2 separate regions of the Hordeum vulgare genome follow, and region 1 is linked to region 2. Evidence: chromatin contacts called from public Hi-C data. All regions are on one chromosome and are shown on one strand. The core of a region is the stretch at or near the end of the contact, and the rest is flanking DNA. Distances in the headings are between cores, read along the strand shown. Region 1 holds the start of LOC123412447 (palmitoyl-acyl carrier protein thioesterase, chloroplastic-like). Region 2 has its middle 110 kb from the start of LOC123409146.

Region 1 (4,929 bases), core at 1,727-4,226, 150 kb after region 2:
CAACACTTGTTTACACGGGAACAAGATTGAGAAGGTAACATATTGGCTAGTGCAGATCATATTGTGTGGTGCAGATCAAACTAGTGAGACTACTTGAACCAACACTTCTTTGGACAGGTTGCGCAAGAGTATTTGTTGATCCTGAATTAGCCAAGGGCTATAGGCAGGATTGGAAGAGGTTTGATGCTTCTAGAAGAATTTTGGGTGGTGATAGTTTTTGGTGGTTCGAGGACTGTTTGATCGAGGTACCCATATAGCCATGTCCCCATGATCTGGGAACGAGCTTGGGCTCGTCATAGGATGTAACTCGTTCGAGAGAGAGACTCAGAGGTATTGTTGTTCAGACCGGTGGATATGACTTGGCTGGAGGAGGACATGGTGATGGTAGATGGGTTTTGCATGCGGCTCGGCAGAGAGGAAGAAGACTAGATGTGGGGGAAGAAGAAAGCTCTGTATACCATGTCACGAATTGTATAAGCGTCTCTACCTCCCATACATCAGGAGGTCGCATCTTATAACTACTAACAGTTATATAAGCGTCTTTACCTCCCATGTCAAGAATTGTATACTAGTAGTTAGAGATTGGCGAGAGAATCTCTCGAGAGAGATTACAATGTTTGGTTGGGAGAGAACAACTGTACGGAGTACATGAGGGATGGAGATAAGATAGATACAAGTTTAAACAAACAAAATCTATCCCTAACTCCTAGCAGACTTGACATCCAAGCCAAGGGCAGGTGCAGCCGCACCACACACGTGATCTCTCAATATCTCTCAATATCAAGTTGTTTAACATCCTACCTTAATCAAAACTTCACCAAGTTTAGAGTACGCATGGATTCTTCAAAAAAAATGTGGGTCTTCGAGTGAACGAAACATATTTCTAGCTCTTTGCTAGCAACTCATTCCTTGACAAAATGATAATCTATTTCCATATGGTTTGTACTTGCATGGAAAACAGGGTTAACTGATATATATATATATATAGCACCAAGATTGTCACACGCCCCGACCCGCCTACTTCCTCTCCCCTCTCGATCCAAGTCAAGGGCAGGTGCAGCTGCACCACATACGTGATCTCTCAATATCTCTCAACATCATGTTGTCTAACACTCAAGAGACAACCTTGAAAGTATACAAGTTCAGTTTTGCTAAGTCTCGGTTGGCTAAGACTTGGTTGTATCCGAGTTAATACTAAGTACTCCCTCCGTCCGGAATTACTTGTCGCACAAATGTATAAAAATGGATGTATCTAGAACTAAAATACATCTAGATACATCCATTCCCGTGACAAGTATTTCCGGACGAAGGGAGTATTACATTGAGATCCGTGTAAAATATTCTTTTTAATATTTTTTTCTTAGATGCTAGTATTTCATTTGATCGGTTAAGTCTTAGACCCTGTTTGGTTCCAATAAGTCAGGTGACTTATAAGTCAGGTGACTTAAAACCAGTGACTTATAAGTCACCCTTGTTTGGTTGTCACCTGACCACACCAGCGACCTCGTCACTAGACCCGCGCTCTGGACGCCGCCCGGCATGACGGCGCTGTGGTCGTCGTCGACCTCGCCGAAGAACGGCTCGCCGGAGTAGCGGAGCATGCAGGCGTCGAGCCAGACGACGGCGTCCTTCTTGGACGAGCACAGGCGGTGCTGCAGCCGGCGGGACGGGGCGGGGCGCAGCGGGGCGCTGCAGCCGGCGGGCGGGGCGAGGTGCTGCAGCCGGCGGGGCGGGCGCGACGGCCGGCGGGGCAGGGGCGGGGCGCGGCGGGGCGCGACGGCCGGCGGGGCAGGGGCGGGGCGACAGGGCCGGCGGGGCAGGGCGCGGCGCGGCGGCCGGCGGGGCCGGGGCAGGGGCGGGGCGAAGCTCCTGCCGGCCATGGTGGAGACCGGGCGGCGAGCGGAGGAGGCGAGCCGATCCGGGCATTGGGCGAGGCGGAGCTCGCGCTTCTGGCCTGGGCGAGCCGAGCTCGCTCGCGATGGAGCTCAGCGGCGGCGAGGGCAGCAGCGGTGCGCGGTGGGGAGGGCAGCAGCCGGCGAGGCGCGCTGCGCGGTGGGAGCGGCGGCGAGGCGCGCTGCGCGGCGGCGGCGAGGCGCGCTGCGCGGCGGCGGCGAGGCGCGCTGCGCGGTGGGGAGCGGATGGGGCGGTGGGCACGGGTGGGATGGGGCGGTGGGCACGGGTGGGAAAAAGTGGTGGGACCCATCAAAAAGTAGGTGACTTATAAGTTTTAAGTTGGGGTATAGCAACTTATGACTTATAAGTTGGGGTGACTTATAAGTTAGGCCCTTTTGGCAAAATAAGTCACTTTTTGCACTTTTTAACTTATAAGTTGGTGACTTATTTGTAACCAAACAGGGCCTTAGTCGACAAAGGCCTAAACACATCCATGCAAGTTTGTGAACTGAAATAAAAGGTTTCTGGCAAACCAACCTGTGGTTGGATGGTTAGAGAGACCGTGGTATTTCTAGCTCATCAGGGTTTAAATCCTGGTGCTTGCATTGTTTCTGGATTTATTTCGAGATTTTCGACGATACGCTTTCAGTGGAAGCGGTGACTTCGTAAATCTCAAGATGACATGCCGACCCCGTCTTTCGAAGGTGCTCATAGAGGTAGCGTGTGCGTGTGTATGCACGTGTATATGAGCGCTTGCGTCTGCAATGTATTAAAAAAAGGTTTTTGAACAATATTTAATCCAACGGCCTCGGTCGCGCCACATGCTATTCTGTTGCCCTTATTCCCCACGTTTCACCCCCTCGTGCCGTGTCCGTGCCCACCGCACCAGCCCACCAGAGCGTTTACTCAAGGAGTCGTCAGGTAGGATCACATCAACGTCTCCTGTTCTTCCTTTTCTATGCCCAATTCTATCCGCCCGTCCGTCCGCCGTCCAGACAGACTCGAGGGAGTCCGGGGGCAGAACGGTCACTCGCGCGGGCACCCCACCCTACAAACGAAGCTGGTTCCCTTTTAAAATCCGCGCTGGCCTGTACCGTGTGAGAGACAGAGGAGCAAACAGAGGCTACCCCGCCCCGACCGAAGCCGCCAGAACACAAACCACCTCCTCTTCCCTCTCTCCTCGGCGCCAGCGGCACAGCGGTGAGCCCCCGCCGCCGCCGCCTCCGTCTCCTCCTGTTCACGGAAAGGTCGGTCTCCTCGCCTCCGCCGCATTCCTCTCTCCCGCGCGTGTGTTGGGGGGGGACGGTTCTTGGTCGGACACGCCCGGGGCGCGAGAGAACATGCGGCAGCGGCGAGCCTGTCGGTCCGGCGCGGCCTCTTCTTCTGGGCGCTTCCGCGGTGCCTGGCCGGCCTTTGCAGCCAGGGAAATCGTTACGACCCCTGCTGCTCTTGCCGGATCTCGAGCTTAGCTTAGGGGAGCTCGCGCCCCGTCCCGCCGCGGGATTTGGGTGTTCCGTTTGGCGCCTTTTTTCTTGGCTTGAATGAAAGTTTTTTTCCTTCAGTTTTCTCCGGCTTGCTGCGCTGTTGTTGCGCGGTTCGCTTCGACCCTCGGCTCCTGCTCGTATGCTGCTGTTGGTTGCGAGTAGTTGATTTCCATGGCGTCTCTGCACTGTGCAGTGCTTATACGGAGTGCTGTTTTTATTGTTGCTGATGTTCTTTTTATGTGTGCGAAATTTTCAGGTTAGGATCGCCGATTCGTAGGCCATTCGATTTGGCGCGCAGTTTCTAGCCGTGCTTCCCATGGCCGGGTCCATCGCGGCCTCGGCCTTCTTCCCGGGGTCTCCGGCGGTGCCGCCGCCGCCCAAGAGCGCCCTCGGCGAGCGTCCGGACAGCCTGGACGTCCGCGGCATCGCCGCGAAGCAGGCCTCGTCATCCTCCGCCGTGAGGGCCGGCAGGACGCGCGCCCACGCGGCCGTCCCCAAGGTGAACGGCGGCGCCGGCAAGTCCGCGCTGGCGGACGCGGAGCACGATACCATGTCCTCGGCGGCGCCCAGGACGTTCTACAACCAGCTGCCCGACTGGAGCATGCTCCTCGCGGCCATCACCACCATCTTCTTCGCCGCCGAGAAGCAGTGGACGCTGCTCGACTGGAAGCCCAAGCGGCCCGACATGCTCGTCGACACGCTGGGTTTCGGCACCATTGTACACGACGGGTTCATGTTCAGGCAGAACTTCTCCATCAGGTCCTATGAGATTGGGGCTGACAGGACGGCGTCCATTGAGACGCTCATGAACCATCTGCAGGTGAGTTTATCGCCGCGATTTCAACGCGCAATAAGACTGCTCTATCTGGTTATTGGGCACTGACATGTTTTTTGGTCTGATGCAGGAAACTGCACTCAATCATGTGAAGGTGGTTGGGCTGCTCGGAGATGGTTTTGGTTCCACACCGGAGATGAGTAAAAGGAACTTGTTCTGGGTTGTCAGCCAAATGCAGGCGATCGTCGAGCGTTATCCATGCTGGTATATCTCACACACCAGCATTTCATTTTTCCTTTTGTTCTCTTGTATAATTTGAGTTTCAATAGGTGTAACCATAATCTTGGAACGATCGGTCCAGTTAAGGGGAGTTTTCGAGTTGTTTAACAAATGAATGTGAAAGGGATACATCATAATAGTCTGCTTTAAGTCATAATTATTAGGTCAGCAATTCCCATCTGTCCCGGTGTGTGCAGGCAGCAGACTTTCAGTATTTGATGCAGAGAGGCCTTTGAATCTCTTAATTTCGTGTGTTACATTTATTGACAGATGTTAAAATCGTTTAATTTTGTTAGCTGAAAGTTGCATGTCCCCATAAGGAGTTGTTTTTCTATTGTTTTAATTTGGTTTTCATTGCTCTGCAGGGGTGATACTGTTGAGGTGAACACTTGGGTTGGGGCTCACGGTAAAAACGGAATGCGTCGAGACTGGCATATACGTGATTCTGTGACGGGCCATACAGTACTGAAGGCTACAAGGTTCAAATTTTTGTCACTC
Region 2 (4,454 bases), core at 1,144-3,643:
ATTTTAGAAAACAATCAATATATCTAAAATTAATTCATAAAAAATAAAAAAAAAGTTCTTGTATTTTTTAAAAACAGTTGATTGAACTGAAAAAAAGTTCATAAATTTAAAAAAAGTTCATCCATTATCAAAAGGATGTTCATCAAATTTCAGAAAAGTTCATGAATATTCCAAAAAGTTCATAAATATTTAAAAGTTATTTGTAGAAATTTAGAAAAAGTAGATCGATATTCAAATAAGTTTATAGAATTATCAAAAAAAATAACGTCACGAGCGCCTAGATGGGCCTGCCCAGTTTGAACGCCAAAGGAGTTGCTTAATAAAAGGGCACATTAACTAGCGCATGTCTTCCCTCAAAAAAAGAAAAAAAATAACTTGCGCCTGTCATGCCAAATAGGAAACGCACAGTCCGGTCGCCCCACTGGGCCGGCGCTGTTATTTTTTCCTGTTTCTTTTTTCCTTTTCTGCTTATTTCCTTTCGTTTTTTCCTTTCAGTTTATTTTTCCTTATTTTTTGTTTTTTCGTTCTTTAGGAAAACGAACAAATTTTGCATTTCCCATCATTTTGTGAAAACATGAACATTTTTTAAACGAGAAATAAATTTGAAAGCACGAACAAATTTATAAGCACAAACATATTTTGAAATGTTAAGAACAAATTTTAAAACCAAGAACAATTTTGAGAAATTGTGAACATATTCGGAAGTGCGAACAATTTTTAAAGCACGAATATTTTTTGAATCTTGAGAACAGAAATTTGAAATGGAGAATTTTTTTTTTAATCTTGAGAAAAAATATTAAACTGAGAACATTTTGGAAAAATCCTGAACAAGTTTGAAAGTGCAAATAATTTATTAAAACATGAACATTTCTAAAATCTTGAGAACAAAATTTTGAAAGGGAGAACAATTTTGAAAAACTCCTAACAAATTTGGAAGCACCAACAATTTTTTAAAGCACAAACATTTTTTTGAATCTGGAGAATTAAATTTTGAAACAGAGAAAAAAAATTAAAAACCCCGAACAAATTTTTAAGGCATGAAACGTTTTTTGAACATTTAAAGCAAATTTTGAAATGGAGAACAATTTTAAAAAACCCCGAGGAAATTTGGAACCGCGGACAATTTTTTAAAGCACGAATATTTTTTGAATATTGACAACAAAATTTTGAAATGGAGAACAATTTTGAAAAAGCCCGAGCAAATTTGGAAACGTGGAAAAAAAATTAAAGCACGAACATTTTTTGAATCTTAAGAACAAATTTTCTAACCGAGAACAAATTTGATACTTAAGAACAAAATTTGAAACCAAGAATATATTTTTTTAAACTATAGAACATTTTCTTAAAAATCAAGAAAAAATTTAAAAATACCAAACATTTTTTAAAATTTCAAAAATAATTTTTTGAAAATACAAACATTTTTTGAAACAAAAACCGAAAAAAAGAAAAAAAGAAAAAGAAAAATCATTTCCGTAAACCTTTAATAAGTTTCTCAAAACCGAATAACCCGGCTGAAACCTTTAAAAGGTTTCCAAAACCGAGACATTGCAACCCGTTAAATGGACCAGTTCATTTAAAATCTCTCTCCTCCCCATTATGTGCGAAGCCTGATACCGTTTCGCACAGAGCCGCGAATAGGTATTCCATCCTCCAGATGAAAGTTCACTAAATATCGACGTCCAAAAACATTTCTCCACCTTCATTTGTCTTGGTCAGTTGGCTCTCTGGGTCTTCTTTTGTCATTTGATGAGTTGGCTTGAGTTGTCAGTCTGAGTTACAAGACACTTTCCTTTTTCTTTTTGCGCAGCGACTTGTAAGTTGTAATGATCTGCAAAAGGCGATATGCAATTTGGCTTCTCGTTTTGCATTTTTACGTGAGAAGACGAGTACGCAATGAAGTAGTTCACGCAACATACATACAAACGAAACGATCTCTACCTAAGCACTGGCAACCACCAACAACAATCCAGATATATTAGCATTCTTCATATATGACTCGATCGTTCCCCCTGACTGACTTCGGAGTTCAGGGTTCACACCAAATCTGGTACAGGGGTGACGGTCAACCCGCCGGCCCGTCTCGCCGCGGCCGGCGGCCGTCGCCGTCGATTATAAATTAACCGTGCGTCGTCATTGACGTGCGTCGAGCAGTTAACCAGAGCGTGCAGACCAACGACGCTGCAACTGCAGCTAGCCCTTTGCCCTTAATGCAGGGCGGGCCGTCGTTGCCGCCACGCGCGGCACGGCCGATCAGTCTAGTTGGAAGGTTGGGAGGTTGGTTGGTTGGTAACCGTGGCTGTCTCCACTTGTTCGGAGTCGCTGTAGCCCGGTCTCCGGGGTACGGATGCAGCTGCGTGATGTCCACGAGCCACCCTCGAAGCAAAGACGTACTACGTGCCTCCGGGCTCCGCGCTGCTTCCCGCGCCTACGTACGCGCCTACGTGGATGAACGACGCTCCAACTTCAGTCAATCAGGCGATCGAATGGTCCGTCGGCAGATTGAGTGCCACCAGTCGTGGGTGAGGTGATCGAATGGTCCATGCATGCATTGCATCGGGTCAATCGGGGCGTGCTAACTCGTTGTGCTTCTGCACTTAAGCTTCCCTCGGTATCTAACGTAACACCTGCGGCAACACCAAGCATCAGACTACTGATATTTGCATCCTATCAGACTAGTCATAGACCGTTGGATTGGACATATGATGTACGTTTAATCTGCTGGTTTAGGCCCATGCAAAACTACCTATCCCTGCTTCATGGGATTGCTTCCGTAAATCATGTGTACCTAGTTTCCTGATTTCATGTGGGAGCTTCCCTGATTATACGTCGTGTTAACTGCTGATATACACGACCCCTTCATTTTAGGAAACAACTTACAGATTTGTTTAGGCAACTTGATTTCTCATGAAACAAAATTTTAACCGAACGTTATCAAAATTTGCATCCAATGCAAATAATACGTGAATCATCCTTACTTGTAATGTTGTATACCAGGTCATAACTCTAATATAAATAAATTATGTTTCCGTTCAGTGAAGAATTTACTTTTATGGCGGATGAAAATTTGCTTCGATTTATTTGACATTTTATGTACTATGTAACACAATATTTTGTTTCAGAAGCATCATCTCGTCTTGCTTCCATCAACTAGAAAATTGCTTCGGTTTATTTGATATTTTATGTCCTATATAACACAATATTTTGTTTCAGAAGCATCATCGTCTTGCTCCCACCAACTAGAAAATTGATTTTAACCTGCTTCGTCGTGAAAAAGGAATTTATTTAACATGTTTGAGAAGCATCACGACCTTGTTTCAATCAACTCGAGAATTTCTTCCAACCAAATATTCTCATGCTTCCGTCCAATACGAAATTATCTCTAGTGGTAATTACATATGGTTCTAATTCGCATTAGGGAATTGATTGCAAGAAAATAAAGAGCTACTGTCAAACAGAGAGTATGCTTCAATAGAGAAGTCGCATTGCTTCCACGCGTCAATTTTTGCTAATTCAAAATTGACCCAGCCATCATGTAATAGAAGGCGTGATCCGCGGTGTCGATGGTAGAAGCTGAGGTGTCCTTACCCAAGCATTTCGATCTTCTTCGACATGAAGTCATATAGGTTGTATACCTCGAATGCATGAGCCATGCTGATCGATGCGTGAACTTGACCGTCTTTGAAATTGCTGCATCTGGCTTTGATCTCCGAGCGTCCCCCTCATCACCATAAAAATATATTTGAGAAATAAAGAAGTAGGAAGCATGGCTAACACAGAACAAAATGATGCTATCATGCACTAGAAGCACACAAAAATTTGATTTGAAAAATCTACATGCTTGACAAGCAAAATTTGGATGCATAAATCTAATGTTCGCGAAACCTTGTTGTGATGGGGCACTATATGTCTACAATAGAAGCATAGTAAAAAATCAAGGAAGCATGGTTAACAAGAAGCATAGTTGAAGCAAACACTTTTAGATGGAAACATAGAAATTTGTGTATAGAAAACAATGATATCTCAACAAGAATCATCTCAATCGGAAGCATACAAAAAATATGATAATTCAGTGACTTTGTATATGCCAAATTGAGATGAAATAATGAGTCAGCTAGCGGACAAGAGACTAGGTGAAGACCGATTTCGTACAGATTGGCAATGGTCGTCGTCGTTCGGAAGAAGGGACATTAGTGGCAGCCACCAACAAACATCAAGCCGCGGTTGGTGTGTGGCTTTTGTGTGTCTGAGTAGACACAAATAGGTCGATGACTATGCTGCAGGGAAATGGGAAGTAGGAGCAGAATCAAACCCAGATCAAATGTAACGCAAACCCAAACAATTTGATTAAAAATGGACCGAGGATGAGATGAGTCAAGCCCTTATTCGGGTATGTGTGCATACCGGGGTCGATGCCTCGGAATCGTGGGAAGTTTCTTTGCGTCCGTGGGAGTTAC

The links. Hi-C and Micro-C count contacts between places; a contact is called where the count stands out from the background.
Region 1: a Hi-C map of seedling shows a contact between it and region 2, with 3 times the contacts expected there. The contact joins the promoter of LOC123412447 here to the enhancer-like site in region 2. A contact is called at or near these places in 2 of 6 Hi-C or Micro-C datasets (leaf and seedling).

Annotation. Positions count from the first base shown.
Region 1 is chr7H:492,500,239-492,505,167 of MorexV3_pseudomolecules_assembly, forward strand. LOC123412447 (palmitoyl-acyl carrier protein thioesterase, chloroplastic-like) reads left to right here and starts at 2,977. Exons shown (of 7, transcript XM_045105395.1): 1 at 2,977-3,140; 2 at 3,634-4,197; 3 at 4,283-4,416; 4 at 4,797-4,910. The coding sequence starts at 3,694.
Region 2 is chr7H:492,352,033-492,356,486 of MorexV3_pseudomolecules_assembly, forward strand. No RefSeq gene overlaps it. Among protein-coding and RNA genes, the nearest start is that of LOC123409146, 110 kb to the left of the region's middle. Within about 2 kb of position 2,394, at least 2 of the 3 cell types and tissues checked have open chromatin away from gene starts, as enhancers often do. A contact at or near this core is called in leaf and seedling, where this site is marked.